2 separate regions of the Mus musculus genome follow, and region 2 is linked to region 1. The links are chromatin contacts, called in public HiChIP or PLAC-seq maps. All regions are on one chromosome and are shown on one strand. Each heading gives the region's core, a stretch centred on a gene start, on an enhancer-like site or on the middle of the called end of the contact. The rest is flanking DNA. Distances are from core to core; before and after follow the strand shown.

The links. HiChIP or PLAC-seq counts read pairs in DNA pulled down with a chosen protein or histone mark.
Region 2: a contact with region 1 is called in an H3K27ac HiChIP or PLAC-seq map of embryonic fibroblasts, with 4 times the contacts expected there. The contact joins two enhancer-like sites. A contact is called at or near these places in 2 of 484 Hi-C or Micro-C datasets (bone marrow-derived macrophages and embryonic fibroblasts), 2 of 115 datasets of contacts at active chromatin or transcription factors (embryonic fibroblasts and fibro-adipogenic progenitors) and 1 of 9 other capture datasets (adipose tissue).

The regions. Positions count from the first base shown.
Region 1 is chr8:121,989,534-121,995,306 of GRCm38.p6, forward strand. Banp (BTG3 associated nuclear protein) reads left to right here. Exons shown (of 14, transcript NM_016812.4): 5 at 422-538; 6 at 1,995-2,170. Among named protein-coding and RNA genes, the nearest start is that of Mir7237, 14 kb to the left of the region's middle. Within about 2 kb of position 1,503, at least 51 of the 459 cell types and tissues checked have an H3K27ac peak or open chromatin away from gene starts, as enhancers often do. A contact at or near this core is called in embryonic fibroblasts, where this site is marked.
Region 2 is chr8:122,178,618-122,184,373 of GRCm38.p6, forward strand. It overlaps a transcript of Zfp469 not described here. Among named protein-coding and RNA genes, the nearest start is that of Gm39268, 31 kb to the left of the region's middle. Within about 2 kb of position 2,479, at least 87 of the 459 cell types and tissues checked have an H3K27ac peak or open chromatin away from gene starts, as enhancers often do. A contact at or near this core is called in embryonic fibroblasts, where this site is marked.

The DNA.
Region 1 (5,773 bases), core at 253-2,752:
AAACTCCCGCTCCCTGCTCTGGACTCTGCACACAACTCCTATGCATGCAGTGCACACACGCACCCCACACATACACATCACACATTACACACCCAAGGGGAAAGTGAAGAGGATCCTGTTTCCATGTAAACCTGTTGCTGAGATGGCTTGCAGGTGCGTAGGACAGGAGGGTGCCTTAGCCTGTCCTGCCCACTCTGTTAAATGTTCACAGCCCACTCTGCCCAAATTATGCATTTGGGCCAACCAAGAATACCAACCAGCAGGAAGCTGGAGAAGCCCAGCTCCAGCTTAGCTGTTCTGGCCTGGGCTCCGCTTTCCGCTGCGGCCCCAGGAGCCGACCGTGTTAAATGATGCATGTGCTCTGACAATGAACGTTGTGGTTTTAAGGTCTTCTTTTTCTTGTGATTCTTTTGTTTCATAGCGTCGTCCCCCAGACTACAGTAATACTCAACAATGATCGGCAGAACGCCATTGTAGCCAAGATGGAAGACCCATTGAGCAACAGGGCACCGGATTCCCTGGAAAATATCATTAGCAAGTCAGTAGCCATCACCACCCCACCTCCCCTGCCACTGCCATGAGGATAAGTGAGCATTCCTGAGCCAGGGTTCAGTCTGAGCACATGTCCATGTCTGTAGTCACAGGGTCCATTCCGTTAGCAGCCACCATAGTTTTTAGGTCAGGAAGGGCCAGCCTGGTGCTTAGCAATGGTGGGGTGAGACAGTCCAAGGGGTGGGCAGCTGTGAGAACCGCTGGGCTGGATCTGGTTTGTGAAGAGGCTCGATAGTTAGTGCGTGTGGTCAGCTGACCACCCCATCTGCCTGCTCTGCGGTTGAGCCTCTCCTCAGTTGGCAAATGATGTACTTGTGTCGAGTTGTGACTTTTTCTCTCATCCCCATCTTTTGAGATGTGTTGAATGGAACTTCCATCAGAAATGAAAGTGTACAAGAGCCATGCCCCGTGGGGGCCTCTGCCCGTGGCTCTGTCACTGCCTCAGGAAAGCTTGGTCACCTTTAATTACTGGCAGTATTCTCACAGATTCCTGTCTTGCTTTTTTTCTCTGTGGGGTGTAGCTCCTTCCAGCTTTGTTCTGGCTTCTTGTCCTGGACCAGTTCTCTAGGCAACAGGAGGCCTAGGGCTGCTGTGTGTGCTGTGTGGAGTGCTGGAGGCCTGCCACTCTGTTGGGGCGAGGATGTGCCTCCTGGCCCGCACTGAGGCCACGGGTGTGGAGTGTTGAGGAGCCAGTTCACCGTGGGTAGTTCTGTGGGGTCAAGTTCAGGAAGGGCCTCCTGCCTCTGGGGCTGGCCGGAGTTTTAAGGCCCCTTTGACTTTGCTGATGGGAGCTAGAGCTTTGCTTCCTCTGTGCTGTGTAGTAGTCATGGTCCACAGTGTTAACAGTCATTCAGAAAACAAATCAGTCCTGGGCCTTTTGAGCACTTTCTGCTGCCAGCTGTTTGGCTGCTGCTGCACTTCAGGGCCTGCACCGAGAATGGCTCCCAGAGGACTCCTGGCATCCTCATGGCCTTGGAAGTTGATTCTAGGGTTTGTCTGTGGGAGTCATAGGGAGTGTGGAGGTGTTTTGGAGGCTGAGTCATCTTGGGTGTCTGACAGCGTGGGTGATGATGGATGGATGGAGATTCTCTGACACATGATGACCATTATGCATGTGAGGATGGCCTCTAAGATCTGGAAGCCGGATTCTAGGCTGAGTCTCAGGGAGTTGTGGTTTTACTTATTTCGTGCTGTTCATATTTTTAAGCAGTTGCTTTATATTATGTGTCTTCTTGGTCTCAGACTTTCTGTGTTACGTTGCTGCTCATCTCCATGGAGGGTGTGTGTGGGGACATACCGCATGTTGGGGGACCCACCTTGTACATTGGTCCATGCTCAGCTAGACACTGGGATAAGTCCACATAGCAGCGGGAGTCAGGGCTATCTCAGTGTACCACTCATGTCCTCTCACAGCCTGGGCTGCTGTGTTTGTTTCCCGCCAGCGCTGTTCCTGGGCGTCGGCAGAACACCATCGTGGTGAAAGTGCCTGGTCAGGACGACAGCCACAACGAAGATGGGGAGAGCGGGTCAGAGGCCAGTGACTCCGTGTCTAACTGTGGCCAGCCAGGAAGCCAGAACATTGGAAGCAACGTCACACTCATCACCCTGAACTCCGAAGGTGCGTTCCTAGGACTGTCATAGTTGTGTCTGTGTTGTTCTTCTGGAAGGGGTGTGGCTCACTGTTGGCAAGAAGGGGGTGTGGCTTACTGTTGACAGGAAGAGACAGTGATGAAGAGAGTTAAGCAGCTGGCATTCCACTGTGGCTGCCAGCACCTGTGCCCGTCTCCCTGCGCCTGTGCCTCTCTCAAGTTCCTGGCATGTCTGTGATGGGGTTGCCTTCTTGGATGGCCTGCTTCCTGAGGAAAAGTAGCTTTCATGACCATGCCCCTGAGGCCGCCACTGTCCTTGGCATTTCTCTGTAGGCTTCCAGAGGCCGTTGCTATGCTTAGGGTGTACAGTCTTCTTGGGTTGGGCTGCCTCTGTGTTGGAGATCTGCGAGTAGCCAGGAAGATCAATGCGGGGGCTGCCTTCCCTCGGCTCCTCCCCGGGATTTCCTGGGGTCCCCATGGTGGGGCAGGCTCTTCTTCCTTGAAGAGTCTGAAGTACCTCCTTGCTTCTAACTAATTTACAGGGATGTTTCGAGAAAGGAAGGAGCTCTGACTGACTGAGCTGTGTGCAAATCCCACGCATAGACTTTGTGTACCTGTGAGAGGCTTCTGTCTCCTCATCTAAATGACTGGGTTTTCCTATAAGCGCTTTTTTTTCCGATTTAATGAAGATTTTGCTCTTAGGTATGTTACTGTATCTGAAATTGCAGTGTTAGGAGTTGAAGCTAGGCACCACATACTGATGGTTTTACAGTTCACGGTCTAGCAGTTGCTAAAATGGAGATTGTCGTTCCCAAGAGTTTGTGTGCTAAGAGTTTGACCGCGGTCATGGCTCTGTTGCTCAGAGGTAAACCTTCCATGGGGTGAGCCACTGAGGCAGTTCCTGAGGAGGAGTGGGGCCCTGGCCCCATGTGGCCTTTCCTTTTGTGTCTCAGGTCCACGGGATGAATAGCCTCCTCTACCACAGGCTTCCTCCATGATGACTGGCTCCCACAGGGCCAGTGACCATGGACTGAGGAAAGCTTTCCTCCTTAGAAACTATCTGTCACAGTGACAGAAACAGGGTTAGTTTAGCCATGTTTATCCACCGTATTTGTCTAAATCTAGAAAGGTTTTTTTTTTTTTTACCACCCCCATAAGAATCCTCTGCCCAGTTAGTCACTCGCCACCCTCAGCAGCACTGTAGCTGTTGATGGTCTTGTGTGACGGAGAGTCTTCTGAGCACTGTGGCTCTCTAACGAGTGTGTGGAGACGATGGCATCATTATTAAGTGACTGCTGCATGTGGACTGTCAGGCAGGACAGTGGCTCCCTTCAGACTCATTGCCCACTAGCTTTGGCAGTTCTGAACTCTAACCTGTGGGACTAACCAGTCATAGTCTTGGATTTGCCCCAGGGTAGCTGCTCAACAGGGAGTGTTAGGTCATGTGGCTCATGCCATAGAAGAATTATTGATCAGGTGTGCTGTGGAGGGTGTGTTTGTAGGCTTTAGTCCTTTTGGCCCCCGTTCAGAGCCAAGAGTGGTGAGCAGACAGAAGGTCTGTGTCTTCTGAGTGTCAGTGAGCCTGAGGTCTGGAGTGCCAGCTTCCAAGACGTTACTGCTTAAGAATTCCAAATGCTTTAGATAAAATCTGAAGTCAGTTGGTTATACTGTAAGGGTAATCCTGTTGCTTCTTAGGGTGCAGGGGATTGGACTTGGGTAGCATGCTTGGCAGGCATTCCACCACTGAGCTACAGCCCAGGCCTCTCTTCATTCTTTGTTTTGAGACAGTGTCTCACTCAGTTGTCCAGGCTATCCTTGAGTGTTGCTCTGCAGCTCAGGTAGGTAGGCCATGACATTTCAGTTCTGCCACCATACCCTCTGAAGGAGCTGGGACAACAGCCCGCACCATTTCATCTTCCTGGCGGTTCCTACTTAGGTAAGGTTTTAGAGATGGGGGCGCAGAAGAGCCATGTGAGCTAAGCTGAGTTCCTGCCGTGGCTTCTGTGGTGGTTGGCCTCTTGCATCCCATTTTGAACACTGAGCATAGGAGGGGCACAGTCATTCACAGGCCAAGCTGACTGAATGCAGCTGAACGGGATCTTTTAACTAAGGGGTTTAGTTGGTTCCCAGGCCCTCAGTGTGGGCGTTTGGAAATTCCTAGAGCACAGACTGATCCTCCATGTAATCATAAACATTGAAGTACAGTGGGGATGGTTGTGTCTCAGTTGTCACTGGTTGTGGCTGCTCCCTCTGCAACCCGTGCTGTCTGCATGTTCCATGTCGTATTCTGCTGACCAGTAAGGACTTTTTGACAACTTTCTGTGACAGATGCCCTTTAGGTCCCTGCACCAGGAAGCTGGTGGCAGCCTGAGAAAGCACCAGGTGGTTTGCAACTTAAGTTTTGCTTTGTTTTTTTGTTTTCTTGTGACCAATGCCTGAGATGCCCGGCTGTAGAGAGAGGGGCTGATGGCACATGCATGGAACTTGTTTGTGGGGTGACCACAATGTATAGAGACCTTGGTTGTGCTCAGTTTTCTTATGTAAGAAACATTTGTGTATTACTGGTTAGAAACCAAAACTATATAATATAATTGTTATTTTTAAAATAGCTTATTAAGAAAAATGAAGCAAAAATAGTACATATATACCAAAAACCTTTTTGAAAGAAAATGCTAGAAATTTGTAGTTTGTGGAATACATTTCTAAAATTTTCCACTTCTGTGCCATAGAAGTAGCTTCTGGCTGTTGCAGTTGTCCTCTAACATGTGGCCTGTCTTTGGTTTGTGCTCCCCTTGCCCATGTGGAGCACTGGTCTGACAGCTCACCATCCCCATATGGATGGGGTTCCGTCAGAGCATCTCAGAGCAGCCGCAGGTTTGGAGAGGACGTGCAGACAGATGGGCACCCAGGTTCTGTGGTGCTCTGGGACCCTGCATGGCTCAAGATCCGTTTAGGGCAGACACAAGTGCACAAGAAGAACATGTTTTCTGGACTAAATAGAGCCTCTTGTTGCCCACTTAATGAGCAAACTGAGTTAAATAAATTGAGACCCTTGGCTGGGTTTCAAAACATTCTGGGTTTTGTGTGGCAGTGTGGTCTGAAAGGCAGTGGGTGCTGATTCTTGTTTCCTGTCTGGTTAGTTCCAGGGGACTTCATTCTGGTTATTTTCATTTTTGGAGCCACTAGCATCTCACAAGGCATGTGTCTTAATGCTGGTAAATTGGGGTTGCTTTACAAATGCCAGATGGGAGTTAATTTTTCACATGGATAGAAAATATGCTTAATGGTAGTTGATGAGTACAAGTCTGTTGTCTAAGCACTAGCTTGAAGAGACTGCGGCTGAGCCCAGGGAGCTAGTTGCCCTGAGCTGCAGTGTTTGAATAGCTCTGAAGCCTCTGTGGTCGCACCTTTTCTAGATTGTTTAGTCCCTTTCTGCTGGCTCATGCCATGTCACTGGTCTGTAGAATGTCAGCAGAGCCCCAGGAATGGCTTAGGAAGCTCACAGCTGTGACTGGTGCTCTTGAGTAGGAACTGGGGTGTCTGGGAGGCAGGGCTGTCACAGAGCCCTGTGTACAACCAGGCACGGGAAGTGGAAACTGCATTCTTGCTCTTCACACCTAGGCTGTAGTCAG
Region 2 (5,756 bases), core at 1,229-3,728, 190 kb after region 1:
CTACTCTAGGAGCCTCTGGAGCTGGGCAGTGCTGCATGGACACTGGACTTGAGGTTGGCAGGACTAGGTTCAGACTTTGCCAACAAGCTGGTCATGCCAGCCGTCTGTCCAGTCATGTCGTGTAGACCATCAGAGACACCACTCCTCGTCCTCTCTCTTTCAAGTTTCTGGAACAAGTGCATACAGCCATGGGGTGTTCTAATGGTGTCTTCCCTCCTCTTGCTGCCATGAGACATTTGCCTGAAGCTGCAGGAGCTGGCCCTGAGTTGTATCCCCTCCCACACACATAGCTTCGTCTGCTTCATAGTGGCCCACAGCCCTATCTGATGCTGTCAGGCACCTATACTTTCGGGCAAGATCTTGAGAATGGATACAATGTTTCTACTTCGGTAGGCATCTTACCTGTGGGTAGAGTATGTCTATTCCTAAGTGCTTAGACTCACTAGCTCCAAGCCCAGTCGGAGGTGGGTGGGCACACCCTCCCCGGCCCCAAGCAAACACTGCTCTCAGGAAAAGCTGTTGCTGCTGCCTGGTACTGCCCCACTTCCTCTGCAAAGATGCTTAGCAGGGACAGGTAGGGGGCTTCTGACCCAAGCAGGAGGTTCCTAAGGACCCAAGTCACTCTGGGGCTACTGGGCACGTGCTCAGAGTCTCTTTCTAACCAATGACTGTTGGGAGCAGTTTAAGATTTTCCTGAAGAATCCTCGTAAAAAGTCACCCTGGGGTGTGAGCAGAGGCCTGGAAGGAAATAAGGCCACCTATTTGTGGCCACTTATCTGAGGCTAGGACAGTAAACCTGAAGGAATCCATACTGTCTCTACACACTGTCGCCCCTCCCACACCATGACTGAGTTCGCAGGGCCAGTGCCAGGAGCCCCGAACATCTGCAGATGGGAAATGACAAGAGGGGATAGCGGGGCCAGCAAGAGTGTTCTAGGGGCCCCTTTGACTCATGGTGACTGAGTCACCATTCACCCCAGGGAGCCATGAGCAGTTGTGAGCATCATGTTCCCACAGTCCTCCACGAAGCTCTGGGCTGTGCAGAGCAAGGCTCAGACATTGCTTCCAGTCTCTGTGGCATCTTCAGCGTCAGGAGCAGAGAAGCCAGGCCAGGGAGAAGGCTCGGTGTGTAAGGTGCTTGCCGTGAAAGCAGGAAGACCTGAGTTTGGTCCCCTTGAACCTGTGTGAGGGTCAGGTGTGGCAGTGCACATCTGTGAGGGTGGTCCAAAAACAGGCAGATCCTGGGGGCTTGCTGGCCAGACAGCCAACCAAAAGCAAAGCGCTCCAGGTTCGGGGAGACATGCTTGTTTCAGACAACAAACAAACAAAAAGCAGAGCTGGCTAAAGCAGGACATCTGAAGGCCACCTCTGTCTGTCACTTGCTCACATGTGGGTGCTGCACACATGGGCACACATGTGCACATACGTGTTTATACCTGGGTACACACATGTGCACATACGTATTTATACCTGGGTACACACATGTGCACATACGTGTTTATACCTGGGTACACACATGTGCGCATACGTGTTTATACCTGGGTACACACATGTGCACACACACACACAGAATGTTGAAGTCAAGGAACCACCAGGGGAGGTGCCAACCTGAAGCTCCCTCCCTGTCCTGCTGGTACCTTGTTCCCCCTCCCCCGAAGCATCTGTAGCTAGCAGCTATAAACTATGGAACTGGTTCCTGGACTCTGCCCTTCTGCTAAGATAGAAACTACAAGTTACGGGGCCAGCACACACCGTCCCAGCCGTGCCCCGACAGGGCTCCTGCTTGGATTTGGGTGTTAGCTCTGTTTCTCTGACTCAAATTCTGAGTTCAGGGATCCCGAAACCACACTCATGGACCACGATGGAGTGGGTGGTTTAGAAGCCCCCAGAACTCCTCACACTGTGAGGTAGTGTGAGCCATGTTGCGTACAGACATTGCCGAGAGAACACACCTGGGCACCAGTGCCTCCTGGTCCTTCTGTGGTTCAGTGCGTGCCTGGCACCCAGGGGTCCTCACTGGAGGATGTCTGCATGTCTAGGAAATAGGAGGGCATGCACACACACATGTGTACACAGGCTTGCACACCGTGCCCATCCTCACATGCACACAATGCCTATGCCCACACATGCAGTACATCCCTCACACTCCCGTACACACATTTCCAATACACACATGTACAAAGTCCCGTAGCTGGCTACCCTGCAGGAGCCCAACATGTAGAACCTGGATCCTGTCGTGGGCTTAAGGAGGAGTTCGAGGACATGCAACGTGAGCCTCCTGCCCAGTTGCCTGCATTACCAGGTGCTGCGTCCCATGCATGCACTCTGCATTCAGTGCCCCACCCTGTCCGGGAGGCACTGCATGAGGTGAGTCTCCTTTGCTGGCTAGGGACTTAAGGGACTGACAGCTCTGCCCGAGGCCCCTATTCACGGGGTCTGTAGACAGTGGGTGGCTCTAACATCCCACTTAGTTGAGTTGTCTAGGGTGTGACACACAGTGTTACTCAGTGGCTGTGAGCACCCACACCTCCATGCCATGTGGACAGAGACACCCAGGGTTTGCTTTTCTAAGTAGAGTTGAACAGGCTCTGCTTAAAGACATTTCCACTCCATCTCCACCTCAGCCAGAGCTCAAGGAGGTAAGGCAGTGAACTCTACAACATCTGTATTTAGCTGTAACTCAGTCTACAACATCTGTATTTAGCTGCTGTAACTCAGGCAGCATAAAACCCTCCTTCCAAAAGCAAACAGCCCAGTGGATATATTCAGAGCTGTCCAGCCGTCCTACTATCTCGGTCCATAGTGCCCCTTCCGCCCTGGAGAAGAATCCCCATAGCCCTTGCTGCACTCATGGTCGCTCCCCACCCCGCAGCTGCTAAGCTCCCCTCTGTCTCCATACATTTGTCTTTCCTGACATCTTATGTAACAGAACCAGGCAGCATGTGGTCTGGCTTCTTTCACTCAGCAAGCTTCAAAGTGCTGTGGCATGAGTCAGCTCCCCGTCTGTCCTTATGGCTGAGCGATGATGGCACTGCGTGAGAGACCGCACTGTGGAAGTTCTGACCAGTTCCCACTGTTGTTAGGAGTAAGAGACATTTGTGTAGGGGTTTCACTGTGGATGGAAGTTTCCATTTGTCCTGAGTATAAATCTATGGGTGCGATCACGGAGTCCCATGGCCACTCTGACTCCCACATGCTGAGGAATGGTCAGAGTGGTAGAGCAGGTAGCTCAGAAGTTGACTACTCCTGCCAGCAGCGCAGAGGAGTACAGATTCCCCGTACCATCGCTAAGCCATGACTATCTTCTCGCTAGCTGACCTTGTGGGTGTGAAACGGTTTCAATTTGCATTTTCTTGCACCTAATGATCCTCTTCACCCTTCTGAGCACTGACCAGCTGCCTTCTCCTCCTCGGAAGAAGTGTCCGTTCAGATCTGTCCTAACTACATTTCTGGTTGCTGTGACAAAATCCCTGGAATCGCCTCCCTCCTGTGCACGGCAGGTTTATTCTGGCTCATGGTACAAGGAAGGATAGGGTCGGCTGTGGTAAGGAAGTCATGGAGCAGCGTGTGGCAGGCGGCCACGTAGCATCTGCAGTCAGGAAGCCGGGACAGACAGGGAATAAGGCCAAACAGAAAACCTCAAGGACTGTGGGGGCTGGAGAGCTGGCTGAAAGGTTAAGAAGTTTCTCTTGCAGAGGGCCCAGGTTCAATTCTCAGCATCCACAAGGTGGCACATAACTGCAACTCCAGTCCCAGGGACTTAGATACCCTCCTGACCCCTGAGAATACCAGGCACATCCGTGGTGTACAGACATACATACAAGCAAAACATTCTCGCAAGCAAGCAAATAGACAGACAGACAGACAGACAAGTAAATCTAAGAAACCAAAACAAAACCTCCAAGGCCCACCCGTAGTGACCCTCTGCCTCCAGCAAGGCTCTGCCACCTAAAGGTTCTACAACTTTCCAAAACTGCATCACCAGCCGGGACCAAATACTCACACACACACACACACACACACACACACACACACACACACGAGCCTGTGGGATTTCTTTCATATTCAAACCACAGGGAGACCCTCTGCCAAGTTTCTAATTGGATTTTTGCCCTTCATTGTTGTCTTAAGAGTTGTGCATCCTAGCAGGGTGTGGTGGTACATGTCTCGAACCCATACTTAGGAGGCAGAGGCAGGTAGGTCTCTGTAAGATTGAGGCCAGCCTGGTCTATGTAATGAGTTCCAGCTAGCCAGAGCTACATAGCAAAACCCTGTCTAAAGAAAGAAAAGAAGGAGAGGAAGAGGAAGAGGGGGGAAGAGGAGGAGGGGCGAAGAGAAGGAGGATGGGGTAAGAGGAGGAAGGGGAAAGAGGAGGGGGGAAGAGGAGGAGGGGGAAGAGGAGGAGGGGGGAAGAGGAGGAGGGGGAAAGAGGAGGGGGAAGAGGAGGAGGAGGGGGAAAGAGGAGGGGGAGGAGGAGGGGGGAAGAGGAGGAGGGGGAAAGAGGAGGGGGTAGGAGAAGGAGGGGGAAAGAGGAGGGGGAAGAGGAGGGGGGGAAGAGGAGGGGAGAGGAGAGGGTTAGTTGTATATTCTAGGCTCAGCCCTTATCAGACAGTTTGCAAAGTGTTTCCTCCCATCCTCTGCACTTCTCGGCCACCCTCTTAACATCATCATTTGATGCAAAGGAATTTGCTCAAGGAAGCCATATTTGCCTTGTTGCCACGTGTGACTTTGGGCCCATATCTAAAAGACTGTTGCTAAATCAAGGTCATAAAGATTCACTCCTGAGTCTGTCCAAGCCTATCAGGGTTTAGCCTTGAATTCAGGCTTCAGCCCATTCTGAATTCCCTTCTGTAAATGGCGTGAGGTTGGAACCCGGCTTCGTCATGCCACACGTAGAGACCCAGTTGACCCCCTTGACCTGCTGGCGCTCTGCCCTTTGTCTTCTCAAACACCGTACTGCACTTGAGGGTTGATGTCTGGACCCTGAGTGTCCTCCCACTTCCTCTCCTGAACCAACACAGCCGGGGACCAAATATTCACACACACAAGCCTGTGGGCTTCCTTTTATGTTCTCTTGTAGGTTTAGTCAGCTTTGAGGTTGGGTGTGTCCCCAGCTCTGTGCGTCTTTGTCAGTTCTGTATTGTATACTTGGGTTCCCTTTCATTTCTGTAGAATTCCAGACCAAACCAGCAGTTTGGGCAAGAAGGCCAGCAAGATTGCAACAGGGATGCTGTGTAGCCCTGAATGCTTTAGGAGTTCTTAGGAATCTAGAGATGTCTACCAAAAATGAGTTCAAATCCCAAAGCCAGGTCTTAAATCTTCCATGGCCAAGAACCAGAACATATTGGTAAAGCCCAAGATTATGTGGAGAGTTGCCCCCCCCCGTCCTAGTGGACTCTGTTGGGTGTAGAGCGAGTTTAGGGGCCCTAGACACAGACCACTCTTTCCCTCAGTGCTTCAGACACTGTCCCAAGTGCCACCTCTGAAGTTTGTAGGCGGCACCTCTCAGATCTCCCACCTTGGAGCTGGGTCCCCTCCTTGAACCCATGTCACATCCATGTCTGAGCCAGGCTGGTGCCCACAAGGCATTCCTAGGCAGTGCCAACTTTGGCTTCACCATTGCACTAAAACGGTGTCCACTATGCCCCCACACCCTGCAGACAACACATCCCTTCCCTCCTTGGACCCCTTTCCCTCATTCTACTGCTGGGACCTCTGGAGTCTTTCCATTATCCTGTCCTTGTAGGAGCTTTGCA